2 separate regions of the Zea mays genome follow, and region 2 is linked to region 1. The links are chromatin contacts, called in public Hi-C maps. All regions are on one chromosome and are shown on one strand. The core of a region is the stretch at or near the end of the contact, and the rest is flanking DNA. Distances in the headings are between cores, read along the strand shown.

Region 1 (3,494 bases), core at 359-2,858:
TTCATCGGAGGTTGGCTATGTAGTATGCACCTTCTCAAGAACTGGGAGGCCTCAAACTCTGGCATCTCACAAGCTTCAGGCTGCCATCTGAATTTTTCATACGCGAAATCTTTTCGCTGGGTTAGTCTGCAGGACCAACTCTCTGAAAGCCACTGCTTACAACCAAACCCTGAGTATAGTGGTCTACGATTGTCAGAAACCCACTTTCCATTCCTGTACTCGCATTCTGTAGGACAGATAAGTGAACATCACATACAGATTAAAGCAACATAACCTGTGCGCCAGCTAATGCACAAGCAAACTGAACAGGAAATAATCTTCTGGATTTTGTGCAAAGGCAATATGAGAAATATGTCAATGGAGAAAACAAGCACATTTGTATGCTCGCATAAGAAATAAATTTATGGTTTCTCTAGCAGCCACAAAGATGAGTATACCTTTCTTCTCAGGAGGTGGCACTTCATTCCCATCTGCAACATCAACAGAATAGCCTATCGTAGACAATGGTGGCAGCGCACTAGTAACCGGCTTTTCTACTTTACCTACTGACCGGTGTGATCGATCTGCACTTGAAAAGTCTTCTTCTGGGGATGTATGCTGGTCTACAAACTTCAAGTTAGCTGCAAGTTCGAAGGAAGATGAAAACAGAGGTCAATGTAGCAAGAAGAAGCTTAAAGAGAGGTAACGTCTCTGTGTGCTTTAAAGATGACCTGGATGAGTCAGAACCAACGGATCTGGCTGGAGGATTTCGGAATCGTAGTATGACGAGCCCTTCTCCCATTTCCAGAGAACAAACAACATGAAGAACGCAAGGATGACAAGTTTAAGCTGCGTGAACCGCAAGCCGTTTATACTCCCAAGCCTCATCCTTTTCTTTTTACCTGTGCTCTGTGACATAGAAGTATCCTTCGCGTTAGAATCGACGAGCGCTTGGAAGCCATCCATCCCCGTGCAAAAAAGTAGGAAAAATGTCGACACTAAACCGTTTACGCTTATTAACAAGAAACACCTTCAGCGGAAATGTAAGGTGCAGACCGCGTCACTGATCCGCTGCCGACAGGTCCCAGCGATGGAGAGGGGCGACGAGCAGCTTGGGCGCGTGAGGACGGCGGATGCAGGGCGATGGAGCGTGCGCGCGCGCGCAAGCAGCAGCGCATCTCAGAATGCGCCGGCGACGCAAACCCTAGCCACCATGGCTGCTTTCCTTTGGGAAGCTCCCATCTTCTGAGAGCCAGCACGACCAACCACCGGAGCTAGAGGAGGAACGGATTGAAGCCTCACCTCATCACCTCACATCCAGAAGAACCCAACCCCGAGCGATCTTCTAAGGAAGAAGTGAAGCGGCCAGGAGCAGGAATCTAATCTCACCCGCCAAACACGGCGCCCAAACCCCAACCCGACAACAACCGGGAATTCGCAGTGGCCGAACCCCGATCTCCGAGAACGGCGAGGCGGTACGAAGGAATGAAGAGTGGGAGATAGAGAGGCACGAACCTGGTTCGCTTCCGCTCCGCCGCGCGTTCGTGGGAGTGGCGGCTCCGGTAGTGACGGAAATGTAGCGGTTGAAGGTCTGGTGGGGTTGGGAGTGGAAAGTGGGGACCGGGTGGGGTGGGGTGGGGTGGGGAGGGCGACTGCGCGGGCGGGACGGGGCGGGGTGGAAAGGAATCGGGAAAAGGGTGTGGAAAAGAAAAGGAAATAAAAGGAAATAAAGGGCACCTAATGTTTGGATCTCTGAAAAAAAATTAGATCTGCAAAATTAAATCTGGATTTACAATTTAATATGTAGCAGCTCTAATAGTGAATCTGAGATCTATTGTAGAACTATTTGATAAATATAACAGTTTCAGATTTATGCAGGGATAATTATATTAGAATTATATATTTTAGCTTTAAGATGGACCCCACATCTTGTTTCTTCCTTCTTCACTGCTAAAACAAAAAAAAAAACAAAAAAGTCACGGCACACCGTCAAGACGCGGTGAGCCTGTCAGACAATCGACAAGAGGTGAATGGCAGGGCGGCGTTGGACAAGCGTGAGGACAGAGGGGCGACGCACGACCTCCTAGGGCAGGACGTGTGGCCAGTCAGGGGCGATCGGCGACGTGTGGCAGCCCAAGGATGGGGACAGTGGAGAGAAGAAACAACTAGGAAGGAAGGAAAAAAGAACGGAACTGTACGTTTGTGTAATACTAGTCGGTTACTCATTCGTTGCGATGGCTCACAACAATATCCACGTAAATTATCCACCAAAAAGATCTCAAGATTTTTTATTGATTGTCTTCGCTCTTCGCATAATATTTTTATGAATGCACGGGTACCATAGGCAGCAAATCAGAGACTCTCATCCCTCGCCTCCCCCACTTCTAAGGTTTCGCAGAGCAGGAGGGGAAGGAAAGAGGCGGACATACCTGTTCGTTGCTGGAGAAGGACACGACGAAGACCTGGGTATCTGAAGGCGACATAGGTAGTATACCGCTAGATATATAGGGAGATAGCACGCAAGTGGAGAAAGAAACCCAGCCGGAGCAACTCCAAACCGAGAGGCACCCGCACCAGGTGTCAATCCGAGAAGGACTAGAGAATACGAGTGTCTTCCCAACCCTGGACCCGCCGAAGCGACACAACACCACCACCAACTCCGTGCATATGCCGACTGCTGCCACGCTACAGGCCTTGGTTGTCCAATATCTTAGAGTGGACTCCTCATCGCCAAGATAACTTAAGCGTGGCAGGCGTCACCATGTCCTCCTCGACGACACGCACGGAGAAAGGTCAGGAGCATGACCAACTCGCCCCGTACCCGCGTCGATGAGCGTCGGTCGGCTCGCCACTGCCCTCGTCCGTTCCCCAAGCGCTCCGGAGCTCGCATTCGAGGTGAGCAACCTACCCATACCTTTATTGCGCCAAGTACCGCCCCAGTGCCCACGAAATTCTTCGCCGGAGTTGATCCGCGCCGCCGTAGGACGCCTCGCCGTGTTCTGCGCCCTCTGTTGCCCCCATGTCGGTTTTGCGCCCATGGCTGGGTTCGCCAGATCGCCCTGAGCGCGCTCGAGCTATTCCCCAAACCCCTAGAGCCCCGTCGTGGCCATCCCCTCGTCTCCGGCGAGACCTCGCCGCGGGGTCGAGCGGCGCCGCCCTCATCCGTAAAACCTTCCCGGCGTTGATCTCCATCGTCCGATCCTGATCGCGCGGTCCAGATCACCGGGTACCGGTTCGCACTTGCGCGCCCTGTCCCCGAGCCCGCCAGTCACTGCCTGTGCCCCCTGGCGCTGGGCCCGACTAGTCAGCCCGCCTTTCCCTCTGGTCGCTGACAACCATCCTCGCCTATCAGTCGCGCCCGCTGAAAGTCACCTAGAGGGGGGGGTGAATAGACGGAATCTGAAAATTATAAACTTAAGCACACACTACAAGACGGGGTTAGCGTTAGAAATGAAATCGAGTCCGAGAGAGAGGGGAAAACAAATCAACCAACAAATAAAGCGGATGAACACGGT
Region 2 (3,648 bases), core at 677-3,176, 350 kb after region 1:
GGCCTCGTTCGCTTCAGTTGGTTTGGCTTATTCCAGGTCTGGTTCCGGGTGGAAAAATGAGCTGGTCTGAAATTCGGTCATCTCTCCATGAACCGTTCGTTTCGACCCGAATCAAAAACAAAAGCGATGTGGTTTGGAGTTTCCTCTCCCACTACTGTTCGGTACGAATCCCGGTCTTCTACCCTCCGGATCGAATCTCGGTGAGACGGCGCAACACTGGCGAGTGGCGACCGAGGAGGCGAAGAGGAGGCTGAGCGAAGTGACGGCACAACACAGCCTCGACGGTGACCCTCCCCGTCGCCTTCTCACTAGTAAGTGTTGCATCCTACCCTTTGTGTTCTTGATGTCGTTGAGCACCACGACGACGGGGATTCATGTCCGATTCTCGCCGCCCAGAGAACCAGACCCACACGGGGGGCTCTCTCCCGACACTAGATGCAAGTGCGCCCCTCGAGCTCGCTGCCCCATCTCTGCCTCATCTGCCCCCTTTCTCCTCATCCCATCCCTGCTAAGATTCGTCGTTAGTGCTAAGGTTCCTCGTGTTCTGAATGGTTTTTGAATGTACATGCTACTACTCAAATCCTGAAGCAATACCCAAGTAATACCAAGTCAGTTTTTTTACCGGAAAAAGAAAAGGCAGCAATACCACCATTCTTGCTTCCCTTGAAAAGTGCAGCGTTCGGTTATTGTGGTAACCCTGCAAGATGATTGAAAATGATGGATATACACTGGATGAATAGTTAGAGAATCCATTAGTTGCAAGCTGATTCAAATAGTTTCAGTTTGTGTTTCAGTTTCTGCTTCAGATTGTCACCATTCTTACAAGTGTATCCATGGTTTATATAAACAAATACACTAGCTGCACATTTGGATGTAAATATATGAGCAGTTCATGTTTATGCAATAGAATACACTAGTTCACTGTCTGAAAAAATATGAAGTGAGGCATATTTAATAGAAGGCTTTGATAGCAATGTGGTTCATGAGGTAAATGATGAAGTTGATGATATACTCACTGAAAGGAATGAAGATGTGCTTACAAGCTCAGATTGATTCATGAAATTGCTTTGTTTTTGTTGGTGTACCAATTTTCTGAGTTTTGTTTGCGACATTGTGTGTGGCTGAAAATTTGATTTGAACTGAAGTGATAGGATTCAATCCTTTGCTACCGAACAGATAAAAAAATGCTTCACTAGATTCATTCCAGCCGGATTAATTACATGTTCGGAATGAGTGAAAGGGCTGGCTCCACTGAATCCTGGCTTGTAACTGTTCCTAGCCTGGATTCGGTCCTGACCTGCCGAACGACCCCTTATAAAGTTTCTAAACTGGTTGTATCCGTTTCTTCTCTCTTGCGAGTCGCTGAGCCACGATACACATGCTCAAAATTGAGACTTTCCAGTTGCGGAGTTGCCACACACTAACTACAACCTCGTTACCCGGGAGTCAACTTAGGGTGTGTTGGTTGAGGAGTGGAGAAAAATAGATTGACTCCATTTCTATTTTCTGGATGTTTAGTTTCCATAAAAAGGACCCGAGCAGCTCCTTAAGTCTCCATATAAAATTTTACCATAAATAGTTGAATGCTCGAGCTACACCAAAACGACCGGATGTGAGCGCTCTCCTCACTCCCTCCTCTCTACACTTATATAGCTCTCCAACCAAATAAAAAAGGAACATATTCGCTCTATTCTACTCTTCAACTAAATAAAAAATAGAGTGCCTCCATTATGCTTACCAAGCTCAAAATAAAACGACTCCATTCTAAAAAATCTAGAAAGCTATTCCATTCTATTTGACTGTACAACCAAATCTCACCCTTAACTGCACCAGCCATGGCAGACCGCTGGTGGCTGGCACTCGCTGCTCACACTCACTGTCCAGTGTCCTTGTTGTCCACCACTCCCTCGAGTCCGTGACGCGTCAGCGTCACCGTCCGTCGTCGCAGACGAGCCCAGTGGCGACTGGCGATTCGCTTTCGAACCGCAGTCGTCCCTGCTGTGTTCCCGGTTCCCTCCCTTCCTCCTCCTATAGTTGGCTTCTCGCCACCCTCTGCCTTCGACCAACTTTCTCCCTTCTCCCCTCCCCGTTCCCCTCTCCAACTCCAATCCATGGCCTCCACGGATCGCTCCGCGCCGGCGGAGGACCAGCAACAGCCGCAGCGCCCGTCCCTCTTCTCGCCGTACCAGATGCCCCACTTCCGCCTCGCGCACCGGTGAGCCCTCCCTCGCGCCCGCCCCTTGATTCCTCGCTCCTGGGATCGATTTGGCCTGGCGCGACCTCCGCCTGGGTACTCATGCGTGTCCTGTGTACGCGCGCAGGGTGGTGCTGGCGCCGATGACCAGGTGCCGGGCGCCCGATGCGCTCCCGGGCCCCGCGCTCGCGGAGTACTACGCGCAGCGGTCCACGGAAGGCGGCTTGCTCATCTCCGAGGGCACCATCATCTCGCCCGCCGGCCCTGGGTAATCATCTTCGCTCTGGTTTGCCACTGCTTCCGGCCACCGATCCACGTCTCCGGTGACCCGTGCTGGGGTCTTAGATTACTGTGCCACGCCGCCCGCTGCCATACTCTGGACTCTGGAGTCTGGTCTTCCCTTTGGATGTCGCCTTCATGTGAGGCATGTGCGCAGCCTTGGGCCGAGAGATGCGCGCTAGATCTGGTGGAGACGTGGTCCTCTTGGCCTGCGAGTGGTGGTTGGGGTCAATTAGCAACAGCGTGCCAATTATCGGTCGTTATTTGGTGGAAGTCGTAATATAAAATCAGCAGTGTATTACTGTTCATCATGTGGGTTTGGTAATGGTTTACTTCGGTTAGTATGTTATAGTCGGTGCTGATCCAGTGGCCTGAACATATTGGACCAGTTGATTTGCCGTTCAAATGGAAGTAGAAAAATTAGAGAAAATGGAAGCCTTCTCCTGACCCGTGGTCAAATGGAGAGGGGTTGTTGGGGGTGGAAAGTACAGAAGTTTTCTTGGATCACACCTACTGCGCATGGAGATCTGGAACGGTCGTACTTATCTGCTTAAAATAAAGTTGTCTACTGAGTGTTGCTCTGGATTCGCAAATTATTTTCAGTCAAAAGAAAGCAAGAGCCGACAAACGTTATAGACAAAATACTGAAATGAATTGAGGCATCCGTCAGCTGCTGAATCCAATAGAAATGGATTACAACAGAAAAGGCGGAAGGGGATCAGTATGGTCCTTTCCCCTACACATTCTGTAACACCAAAGTGAGATCGTGTTATAGAGTTTAGAGCTCTGTAGAGATTCTTTCTGATGCTCATTTTGGATGAACTTCTAGCATGTTGTTATTACGTCCATTAGTCCATACATATCTTAAGAGTGGAACATTAAGTGGCTACAAATTGTTGTATCAGGTTCCCTCGTGTCCCTGGGATATACAATCAAGAGCAGACTGATGCATGGAAAAAGGTGGTTGATGCTGTTCATGCCAAGGGAGCCATCTTTTTCTGCCAACTATGGCATGTAGGTCGAGCTTCTCACCAAGGTATGTTAATAATAGGGACAAATTCCATAAAACAAATATATTTCACGATTCTGTAATTCCCCCATGGACTACATTGCATTGCTAAAAATTTCTTGCAGTCAGATTATATCTGTCTTGAATGAAGGTTTAGTCCACTGAA

The links. A called contact is a pair of places that touch in the nucleus more often than the background predicts.
Region 2: a contact with region 1 is called in a Hi-C map of tassel, with 5 times the contacts expected there. The contact joins the promoter of opr8 here to the promoter of LOC100191981 in region 1. A contact is called at or near these places in 2 of 25 Hi-C or Micro-C datasets (ear and tassel).

Annotation. Positions count from the first base shown.
Region 1 is chr4:65,984,225-65,987,718 of Zm-B73-REFERENCE-NAM-5.0, forward strand. LOC100191981 (putative DUF231 domain containing family protein) reads right to left here and starts at 1,609. Exons shown (of 5, transcript NM_001137405.3): 1 at 1,495-1,609; 2 at 711-888; 3 at 438-620; 4 at 31-226. The coding sequence starts at 867.
Region 2 is chr4:66,334,436-66,338,083 of Zm-B73-REFERENCE-NAM-5.0, forward strand. It overlaps opr8 (12-oxophytodienoate reductase8), which reads left to right and starts at 1,927. Exons shown (of 5, transcript NM_001112363.2): 1 at 1,927-2,215; 2 at 2,322-2,462; 3 at 3,379-3,509. The coding sequence starts at 2,112.